2 separate regions of the Pan troglodytes genome follow, and region 1 is linked to region 2. A link is a contact called in public Hi-C data. All regions are on one chromosome and are shown on one strand. The core of a region is the stretch at or near the end of the contact, and the rest is flanking DNA. Distances in the headings are between cores, read along the strand shown.

What was found. A called contact is a pair of places that touch in the nucleus more often than the background predicts.
Region 1: a contact with region 2 is called in a Hi-C map of stem cell-derived neural progenitor cells, with 7 times the contacts expected there. The contact joins the promoter of ATG12 here to the promoter of TMED7 in region 2. A contact is called at or near these places in 4 of 7 Hi-C or Micro-C datasets (blood, induced pluripotent stem cells and stem cell-derived neural progenitor cells), 1 of 1 datasets of contacts at active chromatin or transcription factors (stem cell-derived excitatory neurons) and 1 of 1 other capture datasets (stem cell-derived neural stem cells).

What each region holds. Positions count from the first base shown.
Region 1 is chr4:113,547,871-113,552,897 of NHGRI_mPanTro3-v2.0_pri, reverse strand. It overlaps ATG12 (autophagy related 12), which reads left to right and starts at 2,180. Exons shown (of 4, transcript NM_001251998.1): 1 at 2,180-2,349. The coding sequence starts at 2,187. It overlaps AP3S1 (adaptor related protein complex 3 subunit sigma 1), which reads right to left and starts at 2,142. Exons shown (of 6, transcript XM_001148407.8): 1 at 1,632-2,142. The coding sequence starts at 2,000.
Region 2 is chr4:113,335,308-113,339,892 of NHGRI_mPanTro3-v2.0_pri, reverse strand. It overlaps TMED7 (transmembrane p24 trafficking protein 7), which reads left to right and starts at 2,210. Exons shown (of 3, transcript NM_001204309.2): 1 at 2,210-2,712. The coding sequence starts at 2,521.

The DNA.
Region 1 (5,027 bases), core at 931-3,430, 210 kb before region 2:
AGGAAACCCACTATTTTGAATATTGCTTAAGTTTAGATATGGAAAAATAATTTTTTGAATTGTTTTACTATTGCAACATACCTTTTTTACACTGCAAATGGATGACACTGGCAAAATGGTTATGACAAAGACTCCTTCAATAAAAGCTGGTACAATATTTTAACAAACAGGTAAAGTTAATGGCATTTTTTCCCATTCGAGAGGATCAACTAGAATTTAATCTGGATTAAAGAATGATGTAGAATTTTTAAACAGACCATTAGTATTCAAGTTATACTAAATTAAAACCACACACGAGTAGCAGAAAATATTCTTTATAGCTAGCAAAAGCAAAACAACTGAAAAAAATGATGAATAAGCTCAAGATTTCTCACTTCAACTAACACCTCCAGACTGCATTATCATTTTAGGCAAACTGACATTTTCACATTTACTTTGTAATGGCAAGATTGATTTCCATCTGGGACTTATCTGCATAAAAGTGTTAGCCTTGGCACAATTTCAAAACTGAATTGAAAGCTCATTTCTTGCTATAAGCAAAGTGCCACAATACCACACAACAGTTATACCTCACATTAATCCTACCACTGGGAGTCCAATTTTATGTGTTTCAGCTAGCGAATTCTGCCCTCAGATAAGCACATAACTCTATAAAACCCTTCCTCGATCATCAACAAATCACTTATCTCTACTACCTTAATGCCTCCTGCACTTGTCCATACTAAACAGTATTTACACGTCTAAAAGAGAAGTTCTACAAATGCTACTATTCTTCATAAATAGAAAAAAACTATAAATGAGGGCAAATTCCCATACGTGGAAAAATGCCAAACCAGAAGCTGAAATCATAACTTTTAGGTATAGAACCACAGCTCCAATCAGTCAACTACAAACGTCGCCGGTTACTTCGAGGGTAAATAATTTGCAGCCAGCTGGTAAAAAGCCTGATAAAAATATTAGGTCCTCACATATCTTCCTTTTCAATAAGGAGACACCTGAAAGTCACACTGGGGAGTCTGTCACGTATCGAAACATACAGAAGAGAGACTGTACAGAACATGCAGTTATCTATCAAACGCAGGAAGCCAAAGTTCCTGCGCTATGAGAGGATCACAGTGAAAAACGGTAGCCCATCTGTCCAAAGAACAGAAAGAAGTCCACCTGGAAAGGATGGGAGTCGGCGGAGGGGGGCGAGAAGAACGAGTTCCACGCCGTCTTCCTCCTCCCGGGCTAACTGCAGCCGCGGGCGGCAGGAAGGCAGCCGCGCGGGGTGGGCTCTTGGGGACGGGGCGCAGGGCTCCGCGGCGCGGCTGGGCTGCGGCTGCCCGATCGGCGAGGGCCGGGCGCCGGGAAGTCTCCAAGGCCTCGCCCGCGCAGCCAGGAAAGCATGCAGCCCACCGACGGGCGGAGGAACCGCCCGGGCAAAGCCACGTCGGTGGCTGACCGCGCGGCAAGGAGGTGGGCACCCTGTCCACACCCACCGGGAGGCTGACAGCTGGCGAGCGCCAGGCGGCCGGGACGCGACAAGGGCCGCAGCGCGCCGGAGGGGGTCGCTCTGAGAAAGCCGCGCTGGGCGCTGCCCGTCGCCAACGACTCCCCCTCGCCCGGATCAGCGGCGGCTGGATACTCACGTAGGGCTGGTAGAACTTGGAGAGCCGCGGCTTCCCGTGGTTGTTGAAGATTAGGATCGCCTTGATCATGGCTGTGCCGGGCCGACCGGGTGGGCACTGGGGGCCAGGGCGGGGGCGGGCGCGCGGGCCTCGCCTCGTAATCTCGCCTGCGATCCTTCCCCACCCGCCCCCTCCCGCACGCGACCGCGCGCGCTCCCGAGCCGTCGGGCGGGGCCCAAGGGGCGGGGCCTGGGCGAGGCAGGCACTAAGGAAAGCGGAAACATTTCTAGGTCCGAGCCAGCGGCCTAACGGGAGTGTGCGCATTCGACCGAGCACGGACACGTTGCCCACCGCTCCTCTCCCGAGGTCTGTAGTCGCGGAGAAACACATGTTGCGTTACTAACGTTCAGAGGTCTGCGACAGCTTCGATTTGAATGACTAGCCGGGAACACCAAGTTTCACTGTGTAATTGCGTCCCCCTACTCCGGCGCCTCCTTTGCGACGCTCCCTGGAGAAAAAGCACGCCCACTGCACGCGCTCAGTCGCTACTTCCGCTCTCGAGTCTTTCCAAGCAAGATGGCGGAGGAGCCGCAGTCTGTGTTGCAGCTTCCTCCCTCAAGTGCTGCTGGAGGGGAAGGACTTACGGATGTCTCCCCAGAAACAACCACCCCGGAGCCCCCGTCTTCCGCTGCAGTTTCCCCGGGAACAGAGGAACCTGCTGGCGACACCAAGAAAAAAAGTAACTGAATTTATTTCCGGGCAGAGAGGCGGGAGGTTCAGATTGCATCCGACTAGGGGTGGCGGCCAGTAAAGAAGCAAAATTTAGAGGAGCGCCTGTCCTAGACCTGCATTTTGACCAGTCATCAGAAGAAAAGAAGTGTACTTTTTGATTTTTAAGGCCTTTAAGTTGAGTGTTAAAGTACCATCTCTGTCTGTCGGTGTAGGGCCTGATACTTGGCTGCCACACTTAATTTTATACTGTATTTTTTGAGTTGGCCATACTGCGAGCTCTTTGAAGGAAGGAGGGAGCTGAGTGGGGGGGGGGTGGTCTCGGTAATTCCAGGTACTTAACACAGGAGCTAATTATTTGAGTAATGTTTTATGGTGTAGGGATGGTCATTGGCAAAGCCTGGATTAGCATTCACGCCTTCCAATTTAACTCGCTTTTGCTTTTTTCCCCCTCCCAGTTGGTTGTGAATTCACTCCTTAAACCAAAAACCAAATTCTTAACGCAAAATGAAGACTGCTAAGGGAAAGCTAAAGGCATAGATGTTACCTTTTTAAGAAACACATTTTGGAACCTTTGTGAGTTATTTCATTGCTTGAGCCAGCTATCCTCAACCCTTTATTGCTTGAGAATGTTTCCCTTTGTAAAAGAGATTGCTAACTTACGTGTTCTAAAGCACTCTGTGTAGAGTTAGAGTTGCCTATGGGAAAAGCAGCATATAAGCATCCTCGATTCAGAGAGGCTGATTTCGTCCTTAGACGTTTTCCCCGTTCTGTCTTAAGATGACAGTGGTCTCTGGCCGGGCGCGGTGGCTCACGCCTGTAATCCCAGCACTTTGGTAGGCTGAGGCGGGTGGATCACCTGAGGTCAAGAGTTCGAGACCAGCCTGGCCAACATGGTAAGACTCCATCTCTACTAAAAATATAAAAGTTAGCTGGGTGTGGTGGCGCGCGCCTGTAATCCCAGCTACTCGGGAGGCTGAGGCAGGAGAATCGCTTGAACCCGCGAGGCGGAGGTGGCAGTGGGCGGAGGTCTCGCCATTGCACTCCAGCCTGGACAACAAGAGCGAAACTCCGCCTCAAAAAAAAAAAAAAAAAAAAAAAAAGACATTGGTCTCATTGCCTTTTCTTCAACTTCTGCTACTGTGGAGGATAATTCTCTCCCAAGACTGCCCCCCTTCCCCCTTTATATCAGACTCCCATTTCCACGTGATGCACTATGAGTATTTCCATGGATAGCCACTAGAATCTTCAAAATAATTCTGCAGGTTTTACAGTGTTTTGTTGCATTTTTTCTTCCAATTTACTATAGGCAAGAGCGGACTTCCGGAGATTCTTTTTAAGGTCTAACAGTCTTAGTCAAAACTTGTTACTGGACTCTGATGATAGCTGTGTAAAACAAAAGCTAAAAAAAATGGCTTACAATCTAAATATTGCCCGAGGGCATATTTTCTTGGTCTGGACAGTATTTTTTTGCAAATTGAACTGTCATTTAAGGATGAGATTTTTATTTTCTGGCTCTTGTTAGCATTTGAGTTTGCCTCTCCAATATAAAACTTAGTTTCTAACTATTCCTACCTTGTGGTTGTCATCATTTGTTGAGGATAATATGATGAAAGCAGCTTAACTGTTTTGTATCCTCAGCCTTTGTTTTAATCTACAGAAGAAAGATTGTTGAAACAGACCAAGGTTTTGGCACTGGAGGTATGTTAGGTTTCCTGGGGAGTAAGTGTTTCCCTAGTTGATTCTAATGTGCATCCGGGTTCAGAACTACAAGCAAATCACCTTTAAAATTAAAAAGAGAGGGCAGCTGTAATTAAATTATTTTCCTTCTCTAGTTTCTCACTGTCTTACACTTCATCCTTGGTAGCATAACTCATGATATTTCCTGCTTCACTTTCTGGAAATGTTTAATTGCATTAATCGATTTATTGATATCCCCAGGGGATTTGAGGGAGCAGTGAAGGGAGGTATGAAAGATAGGCTAACTAAAATCCCACGTTATCTCCAAATTCATTCCTATTCCCAAGATAACTGGACCTAGGATAATTAAGTAGTTCTTTAGTAGGAAGATAAAGTGTGCATACATCATGTGTTCTAGATGCGTTCATTCCAGGAGTAAACTTGAATAAAATGACCTCTGATCTTTTGGCCCCAATATTTAATATCAAAAGAATGGAGCAAGAAGGGTGTAATAGAATAGAGTTAACTTTAGGGGGCAGCAATACACTATTTTGCTTTCAATGTGTCTTGCTTTTTGACTGTAGATTTTTTTTTTTTTTTTTTTTTTTTTGAGAGGATGTCTCAGTCTGTCACCCAGGCTGGAGTGCAGTGGCTTAATCTCGGTTCACTGCAACCTCCGCGTCCCGGGTTCAAGCTATTCCCCTGTCTCAGCCTCCCAAGTAGCTGAGATTACGGGCATGCACCACCACGCCTGGCTAAGTTTTTGTATTTTTAGTAGAGACGGGGTTTCAGCATGTTGGCCAGGCTGGTCTTGAACAAGAAGTTGGAAGGGGACTGGGCCCTCTTGAACTCCTGACCTCAAGTGATCCTCCTGCCTCGGCCTCCCAAAGTGTGGAGATTACTGGCGTGAGCCACCGCGCCCAGCCAGATGTATGTTTGTTTTGTTTTGTTTTAGCAAATAACTTTATGTCTGAGAGACAGATTCATAGGGTTTGGGTTTGCATATCT
Region 2 (4,585 bases), core at 961-3,460:
AAGCTCTGAAGAAGAAGGTGTTCCAAGCCATTCTCCTAGTTTCCCATAGCGATGGGCAATCCTTGGTGTTCCTTGACTTGTGAACATATCATTCCAATCTGTATCTTTGTCTTCAGTATGCCATTCCCCTCCCCCCACCCTGCCCCTGTATCTTTGTGTCTGTGCATCTCAAATCTTCCCTCCTCTTATAAGGTGTATTAGTCCATGTTCATACTGCTATGAAGAAATACCCAAGACAGGGTAATTTACAAAGAGTAAGTTAAATAAATTGATAGTTCCACATGGCTGGGGAGGCCTCACAATCATGGTGGAGGGTGAAGGCACAGCAAAAGCACGTCTTACATGGCAGCAGGCAAGAGAGCATGTTCAGGGGAACTGCCCTTTATAAAACCACGAGATCTCATGTAGCTAACTACCTGTTATAAAACATGAACAATGTTTATAAACATGAATAATGCATTATACGTGCATTATGTGTTTATAAACACAAATAATGCATTATAAACACAAATACTGCTTTATGGGAAACATAAATGAATGGGAAGAACCCGCCCCCATGATTCAGTTACCTCCCACCAGGTCCCTCCCATGACATATGGGGATTATGGGAACTACAATAAAACCATCAGATCTCATGAGACTTATTCACTATCACCAGAACAGCATGGGAAAAATTTGCCTCCATGATTCAATTACCTCTCACCGGGTCTCTTCCGTGACATGTGGGGATTATGGGAACTACAATTCAAGATGATATTTGGGTGGAGACACAGCCAAACCATACCATAAGGATAACAGTCTTTAGATTTAGGGCCCACCCTAAGTCCCAGGATGACCTCATCTTGAGGGCCTTAACTTAATTACATCTGCAAAAGCCCTATTTCCAAATAAAATCATATTCACAGGGGTGGAGGGGTTGAAACTTGGACATGTATTTTTTAGGGGGACACAATTCAACTCACTGCACACATTTACATAAATAACACATCTTTTAATAAAAATATTTTCCAAATAAAAATTTAGCAAGAAGAGTGACCTTATTTTTGTAAATCTTTCATATCTAGATTTAAGGAAGAAGCTGGGTGCTCATTTCCTTTGATATTCAATCTGTTATGCTGTTTTGGTTGAAATATATAATGAAAATCCAGCTTCATACAGATCATTACATACCCTCTGAAAGGGTTTCAAGAGGCTTCTGGGGGTCTTCAGAGCAACACTTGAGAACCACTGCTCTAAAGCATATACTCCATAAATATATGTAAAATGGAATTTCCAGGCTGTGGCTACATATTCCAGGCCATATATATATATATACACACACACACACACTGTATATAGGTGTGTGTGTTCTGTGTGTGTATACATATATTCTACTTTATTAGATAATGGCACATTGTTTTCCAACTTGATTAACCAATTTACTTTTTCACTAGCAGTGTATAAGAGGTTTTGTGGCTCTATAAGTCGACCAATATCTGTTATTGTTACAATTAAAATTTTTGCCTATCTTGTGGTATGTAATTTATTGATTGCACTGTGACGTTTAATTTAACAAAAGTTCATCTAGTGCTTGCTATGTACCAACCACTTCTAGGTAATTTTTCCAAATATTGGTACTTTGTAATAATTCTCTATGGTAGGTGTTATTATCTCCATTCTACAGATACAGACTGAGGCAGAGAATTTAAGCAAGTGGCCGGACGTCACACAGCCAGTACGTGGCAAAGCAGGGATTAAGCACTCCTGCAGTCTGCTCTTAGAATTCGTGCTCCTTGCCCAGCTGCTTCCCCCAAATATTTATTATTACTTATGAGAAAACTCTGCAAATTGCAAAGCGCTCTACCACCAAAGATTAGCACCCTAGGGCAAAATGAGCCCTTTACCACTCCCTAGATGCTCCCCAGCGCTAAGTTCCCAGCGGAGGTTGCAGTGAGCGCAGATCGCGCCACTGCACTCCAGCCTGGGTGACAGGGCGAGACTCTTGTCTCAAAAAAAAAAAAAAAAAAAAAAAAAAAAAAAAAAAAAAGCCAGTGATTGGAGCGTAATTACCCTCGCCAACCGCCTGTAACCACGGCGGCCGCCACGCCCCGTTTCCTGGTCTCGCCCCTCTCCGCCCACGACTCTGGCCCCGCCCCTCGTCCCAGGCTGCAACGGAGGCAGAGCCAACGCCTCGCGGGCTTCCACGTACGCACTCCAACGCGTGTCCCCGGAGGAGAACACATCCGGGTCACGGGAGCCGGTGTCTCAGGCTCCGCCCCTTCACCCCCCCAAAGGCTAATCCCCACTTCCGACCCTCTCAGGCCTTTTCCGCTTCTCTTTTACCTCCCCAGGTGCGCCCGTCTGCGCCCCTCAAAGGAATCCGGAGGGTCGCTCTGATCCCGAATCTCCCACAGGCGTGAACCTGCTGTGCTGTGTATCTTTGCGGGGTGGCCTGCGCTGAGGCGTGCCGCGCGCCGTGAGTCCGCGCAGACCTGACCCTGCGTCTCGCAGCTCGGTTGAGGCCGCCGCCGCCTTCTCGGGATGCCGCGGCCGGGGTCCGCGCAGCGCTGGGCGGCCGTCGCGGGCCGTTGGGGGTGCAGGCTGCTCGCACTGTTGCTACTGGTGCCTGGACCCGGCGGCGCCTCTGAGATCACCTTCGAGCTTCCTGACAACGCCAAGCAGTGCTTCTACGAGGACATCGCTCAGGGCACCAAGTGCACCCTGGAGTTCCAGGTATCAGGGGCCTAGCAGTCCCTGGGCCCCAACTCGTGGCTCCAGGATTGGGGGTGTAACTTGAGGGATGGCACTTTCCTGTCCGTGTTTCCCCGTTCTTAGGCTAATTCAAAAATCGCTTCTAGGTAGCTGATGCCCAGCATTTGACTTTCCTCTAATAAACGTTGGGTGAGAGATGTTAAGACCGGGAGTTAAAATATATGAATTCCAGAAATGCTCCCTTTAGCATTTCTTTCCATTCTCATTTTTAAGGCCTATTGAGCTTTCTTCCTTAAAAGATTCCCTTAAAGAAAATCATTTATACTCTGTAGTACCCAGTGTCAACCTTCTACTCTCTAATCCACACCTCCAATTTAATTGGATTTGGAGTGCTGCCAATGTCTAACTTCATTGCTTTTCAGTTTTACCAATATTAGGACTGTTGGTTAATGCGGTCCCTGTCATTGGAAGAGCTCCATTACAGGTTGAACGGCCATTTGCCAAGGGAGTTGTAGAAAGAATTGCTGTGATAAATGAGAGGCCCCTTCTGATATTTGGGATTATATAAAAAAGAAACTTTAACAGAATGTGGTTTATTCGGTTGGTTAGAACAGTCTTTACTGAGCTTCAATTTTGGTTGGTAGGCGCATTTAACATTTGAGTAGTTATTGAATACTAGGTGCCAGTGGTACAGAAGTGGTCGAAACAGATAGGGTCACTGCCATCATTCATGATTCCCCTCTCACCCTGCTTTTCTTAACTGGTATCTGCTCATTCATCAGAACTGTGCCTTAAGAGCAGTAAGTAGGATCCATGACGGAAGGCTTCCTTTGGAAAATTATTTCAAGCTGAACTTTAAAGGATGAGCTATATACACCTTGGTAAGGGAGGAGGGGGAATAGCCTGTGGTAGTAGTGAACACTGAGAATTTCAGGGCCATAGAGAGAGGTCCAATATGGTTGGGAATAAGGAGCCAGAGCAAGGGGGTCAGCAGGGGCAGGCCAGATAGTGTCTTGCTGACCATGTTAAGGATTTGTTTTTCCTGAAAGTGTAGGAAGCCATCAGAGGGTTATAAGCAGTTCAGTGATATGACGAGAATATTCTTGGTAGCTGCATTAATAATAACTTGTGCAGGTAGAGAAGTGGTGGTAAGATGTTGCAGACTGGATGTGGAAGGCTGATTAGGAGGTTATTGTGGTGGTCTAGACAAGAAATGATAGTGGCTTAGAGTAGAGTGATAGCAGTGGGGTAAATGAAAAGTGAAAGGATTGGAGAGAAGGTAGTAGGTAGAATCAACAGGACTTGGTGATGATTTGGCTATAGTGGGTCAGGGAGGGGAAGCCAAGGATGACCCTTAGGCTTACTTACCTTCATGGATTAGCACCAGGGGACAGAAAAGAAGATAGCAGGAATTGTGATAAAAAGTATAAGCCGACATTTTCTTTGTTTGAATTTAATAAACATTTCCTGGATTTTTGTGTATGCAGACTCAGTGATTAGTGCTAAGGATACAATGGCTAACAAATTAGCATCTGTTATGTGTAGACAGTATGTTAAGCATTTCAGGTATGTTCTCAGGAAAGCCCGATATGAAATTGTTATAGCTCTTACTCCTTTTTTACTGATGAAACTGAGGTTTAGATAGGCTAAGATCCAAGGGCATAAAACTTAGAAGTAGCTAAATCAGTAACGCAGTCCCAAGTTAAATTCTTAACCACTTTATTATACTACCTCCCAGAGACTGACTTTGACCTCAGAGAGCTTACACAGACATATATAGTCATAAAATGTTAAATGCAACAATAAAGGTACACACTAGGTATAGTGCTGGCAGGAGACAGAAGGATCATCAGGGGACATTTAGCTGAGGAGCTGATGTTAGAGGTGAGTCTGC